Regions from separate parts of the Arachis hypogaea genome. Here region 2 is linked to region 1. A link is a contact called in public Hi-C data. All regions are on one chromosome and are shown on one strand. The core of a region is the stretch at or near the end of the contact, and the rest is flanking DNA. Distances in the headings are between cores, read along the strand shown. Region 1 holds the start of LOC112715699. Region 2 holds the start of LOC112715702 (NDR1/HIN1-like protein 26).

Region 1 (2,700 bases), core at 153-2,652:
AAAATTACAAACCATTTTTTCTTTCTCCCTCAAACTCTAACCCTTCATAGTATATTTCTTCTTCTTCCACATTTGCTTCTTCACTCTTTCTCCTTCAGTAACCTTTTGTTACTCTTGCTTCCTCATTCTCGTTTTTCACTCTTCTTTACTAACGTTTTTTCACCCTTACAAGAACCTACGTTTTGGTTTTATAAGCGGATTCACCCTTCCATTACACACGTCAAGCATGCAGTTAGGGAGGCTGCCAATCGCAACCTGCGATTTGCTCTGCACGGCTAACAAACGCAGTCTGCGTTTTGCCTTCTCCAAGACTGATCAACAACTGTTCTTGTCTGTATGCAAGGGACACTTGGCACGTTTCAAAAATTGGTTGTCCTGCCCTACGAATCGCAGGTTGTGTTTTACAAGATGCAACATTTTCTTGATCTTCGTCCTACACAAAAGGCAGGTTACGTTTTGTGGCTTCTGACACTAGCAGTTCCACATTTGTGCATAACACATTATTCATCCATTTTTCAGTATTTTACCATTTTTAAATTCATTTACAAATTAATTATGAAGAGTGTCATTTAAATATTTCGCTTAAAAATGTATTTTATTTTAAAAATATTATTTATATATTAAAATTAATTATTAAAATTAATTATCATGTATTTATATATAAATATATATTTTATATTTTAATAATTAATTTTAGTAAGTGATTTTAGTAGTCAATGAATTATAACTTAAATGACATCATCTTTCTATGCAGATTCGAATATCTTTATTTTTGATAAAAAAAATTAATTTTAATGAGTAATTTTAACCAATTTAATTTTAGGGAGACACTCCCATAAAAATGTTTAAAACGTTTTTTTTATTAAATATATTTGTTATTAACTAAAATCTAATATCTATAATTGATTAAACTATATTGTTTTTGTCAAAATTTGATCAAACAAATTGATTTGGTCGAAAAATCGATAAACTAAACTTTGAACCGATTTAAATTAATATTCTTTTTTACAGAAAATGACTACAATAATCTTATTATAAAAAATGATTAAAATATGTTTATTATATATTTTTTAATTTTAAAAAATTTAAATTCTAATCCTATAGCAACACAGAAAAAAGAAAAAATTAAAATTTAGGATTCTTAATATATATATATATATATATATATATATTAATAATTTTTTATAATAGAAATATTATAATTATTTTTTATAAAAAATATTAATTTAAATCAATTTAAAATATAATTTATTAATTTTTTTGTCAAATTAATTTATTTGATCTAATTTTAATAAAAATAATATAGTTTAATCAAATTATAAGTGTTAAATTTTAAGTAATTAAAAATATTTAAAAAAAAGTTTTAATGGCCTTTATCTAAGTGGCTCATTTAATGTTAATTAAATTAATTAATGTCTCATTTATCACTACTCTTGGTTGGACGCTTGAACTACATTCTGCAACTTTGTCTTCTCAGTTTTATCAGGTATGTCTCAGTATCACTTCATTAGTGTCCATGGCTGCATGGTAATGCTGTTAATTTCTCTTCTCACTTTTCTGTTTCAGGATGACGAAAACCAACCAGAAATGTTCCAACGGTGGTGGTAGCGGTAGCACCTGGAACTGGGTTGACCCTGAAGTTTTGAATACCAAGTCAGACATCAACATCGCCAATCTCACCCCAACCAAACTCCTCCAACCAAATCATTCAAGTGTATCATTCGGACACTGCACCGACCTTGACCGTGTTTGTTACGGTTCAGGTGAAGAAGAACAAGAACGGTTCTTCTTCGTGTACAAGGCGCTTTTCACTGATTTGATGCTACCTCTTCCTTTCTCCGATTTCCATATGAGTATCCTCAAGAAGATTGACGCAGCTCCTACACAGCTTCACCCTCACGGTTGGGTCTTCGTTCGGTGCTTCGAACTCCTATGCCAGTTTCACAAACTCACCCCTACTGTTCCCACTTTCTTCTACTTCTTTCAATTGGTGGAGAAGAAGAAAGGTGCATGGCTTCATATTCATGCTCGTCCAGGTCTACATAAGCTTCTGTCTTTGGATTTGAGGTGCTTCCGCTTCAAAAACAATTTCTTCAAAGTCAAGGGGAGTGGTGGTGGTAGCTCTGTTCCTTTCTTCATGGATCAGAACAAGAACCCAAAGTTTCCTCTTTGTTGGTCTGAGTTCGTGAAGTTTCCAGATTCGCCTGTGTTTTGGAGTCTCTCTGATTCTGAGAAAGCTTTGGTCACAAAGTTCCAGAAGCTGAAAGCTCCATTCTCTTGTTCCTCTCTCATTAATGGTAACTGCATTTTCATAATCTTATTTTCAATATTTGTTTTTACTTTCTTGTTCATATTATTCTGTTGATCTGATTGTATAGCTGAGGAGTCAGAGTCGGAAGAGGAAGAGGAAGAAGCTGAGGAAGTGAAGAAGAAACCGAAGAGGAAGGAGGAAGTACTCACAAGAGAAAGAGCAGCGGAGAAGATGAAGAAGAAGCAAAAGGTTTCTGTGGAGAACAGTGCTGCTCCTCTTACTCCTCCTCCTTTGTTTCACGAACAGAACATTGTTGCAGATATTGATATGCAGCATCTGCAAGATTTTGAAGGAGAAGGAAGGGTCCTCTCCCTGTGGGATCGCCGCTTTGATTTCGACCATCACATTCGGCATCACTTGTTCTCTAGCCCTGACCAGGACAAGCTCCG
Region 2 (2,700 bases), core at 77-2,576, 170 kb after region 1:
TGTGATGTTGCGGGACCTAGGAGGGGCCCACTGAATTATTAGCACACCATCTTTTTGTGACACGTGTCTCACTTGTGTGCTTACAGCTGGAAATCACCATCATGGATAAGCACTTCATGCGGCGGATTGGCTTCACTATCATTCAAGTTTCAACCGTTCCTTAGTCTTGTGTACTACAATATCTATCTATTTGTTTACATGGAGATCTTGATAGATGTTCCCTAATAAATTTAAAAAGTTCTCAATTTAGTGCTAATTCAAGTAACAACATCGTAATCATCGATGAGTTATCAAGTAATCAAGCTCGAATTGAATTATGAGTTGAATCCAGTGTGCACTTTTTTCCCCTTTTAATTTTGTTTTGGTTCCGAATTCATTATATTAGGTATTTTAGCTTAAAGCTCAAACAAAGTTGTTCTATTATCTGCAATAGATTTCTCTTCTTTTATATATAAAAAAAAAGTTCCGATTTTCTGTTAAGCTTTTTTGAGTATCGAGTTGCACCAAATAAAGGTATGTTTGGAATGGGGACGGTTACGGCCACAAATTTGGATGCTAGTGTTATATGGCAGTCTCAATCATCTTGAAAGTGACCAAAGCATTTTACGGCCTAAGGGTTATGTTATGTAAATGCAAATACCTATTTCATTAACACAAATAATTTTTTCTTTTTTCTACGGTCCTTGATGAACTTTTTGTTGTTGTTAGCATTTCAACTACAAACGCATTATTTGCAAATTTGTTTTCTACAGTGGAAAAGAAAAGTCTAATAAACTTGTCCCACTGAAACTTCGCCCTGTAATTGCTTGCAAAGAAGCATAATCCCAAAATAATTAGACATTTGGTGGAGAACGGTGCATTCTCAACACAACAGATTCATATTCACCTAATAATATTACTCTTCAACCAAATTACCCATAAAACTGATAAATGTTAAATACGTACTATCTCATTATGTTATTAAATAAATAGAATATCTGACAAAATTGTGTGTGCACATCTCTAATAAAATAGTCATGGGCACACATTTTTAAGAAGCAGCTTCGTTTCCTTTGTTTTATGTGGCGAAAAAGGTAGTGAAAAACACATTGCATTTTATTAAACTTTTCTGCTAAGTTTACAGATCAATTCACCTATGCAAATTTAACGCGTGTACGTCTGTAGAGCTTCCTTACAATAATATCGATGAAGAAAATTTGCAGAAGATATTTTAATAATATTTAATTACATAGCAATCACGACAACATGCACAAGGGTGAAGCTTATAAGTCACAGCCAAATAAAGCATGCTAAATTATTGTTACTTTCTTCTCTCTATTATTTATATATAACCCCACTCCAACCCACTCTTCCTTAACCTTCTAAACTATACATCACTTCCTTCAAACTTTCAATTCACTCTCTCTCTTCTCTCTTTTGCAAATGTCTCAAATCACAATAGAATCTCCAAAGCACTGTGCCAACAAACAAGGACTGAAAAGATTTGAGAGGAACTACAAGAAACTCTTCTTTGCATTCTCAGCATTCTTAACTACAATTCTAGCACTGATTCTCCTCATTTATCTCATCCTTCACCCTTCAAAGCCTCAATTCTCACTCAAAGAACTTGACATCTACCAACTCAACCTCTCAGGTCCAAATCTCAACACCACCATCAACCTCACCCTCCTCTCCAAGAATCCAAACCAGAAAGTTTCCATCTACTATGACGAAATCGTAGTTTATGGAAGCTACAAGGGACAACAGATAACTGGTGACACTTATGTCCCTCCTTTCTACCAAGGCAATGAAGAGAGTAATCTCTTAACTGCTTCTTTGGTTGGAAATGGTTTACCTGTGTCTCCTTCAATTGGTTATGAGTTTGGGCGTGATCAAAGTTCTGGAAGACTTGTTTTGAACCTTAAGGCTAATGGCAAGCTTCGTTGGAAGGTTGGAACATGGGTCTCTGGCCATTACAGGTTCAATGTCAATTGTGTTTCTTTCATGGCTTTTGGACCCTCTTTGCCTTCTCCTTCTCCTCCTCTGGCTTCAAAGCAGGCTTCTCAGTGTTCTACCACACTTTAGACTTACCATACCATCCGTTTCAAAATGAAAGAATTATTATAGTTCTGATTAATTACAATACAATCATATATATCATAGCGAGTTCTTCAATCTTCAAAGATTTTCTTGTTTTTTTTTTCAGATTTTGGTTGGCTTTGTATTAAAAGGTGTTTTGCAGCCACTAAAGTGATTCTTGTAAATAAAGTATATGAATGAATGAATGATAGGGTCAAAAGTTACTACAATTTGTGGTGGTAAAGATTAAATTTCACTGTCTTTTTATTTAGTAGCTTTTGGGAGTGGATGCATGAGTAGATATTGGGGTCACTTTTGTTTTCTTTTGGTTATTATTATGTGGATACAAAGAACAAGTTTTTGAATGAATAACATTGTAAAATGAGATTCCAATGAGAAAGAAATTGGTAGCTTTCTTTGGAGAATCTGCAGATTGTACATGTCAATTCGTTGCCTTTAAGAATCATCTATGATAAACTCTTAATCAAACTTTTTGCAACCATGAATCACATTCCAATTTTTTTTTTTTTTTTGTGTCTTTAATTTGAGATTTGTCACACCTATGCACGCATGTATCAATCGAATATATTTGGGGATTCTAACAGTTGAATGTGGTTAGTTGAACACTTACCGTTTTTGATG

What was found. Hi-C and Micro-C count contacts between places; a contact is called where the count stands out from the background.
Region 2: a contact with region 1 is called in a Hi-C map of an unstated tissue, with 3 times the contacts expected there. The contact joins the promoter of LOC112715702 here to the promoter of LOC112715699 in region 1. A contact is called at or near these places in 3 of 8 Hi-C or Micro-C datasets (leaf and an unstated tissue).

Annotation. Positions count from the first base shown.
Region 1 is chr10:75,669,270-75,671,969 of arahy.Tifrunner.gnm2.J5K5, forward strand. It overlaps LOC112715699, which reads left to right and starts at 1,403. Exons shown (of 3, transcript XM_025767499.2): 1 at 1,403-1,486; 2 at 1,567-2,297; 3 at 2,379-2,700. The coding sequence starts at 1,413.
Region 2 is chr10:75,835,563-75,838,262 of arahy.Tifrunner.gnm2.J5K5, forward strand. LOC112715702 (NDR1/HIN1-like protein 26) reads left to right here and starts at 1,327. Exons shown (of 1, transcript XM_025767503.3): 1 at 1,327-2,288. The coding sequence starts at 1,423. The coding sequence ends at 2,064.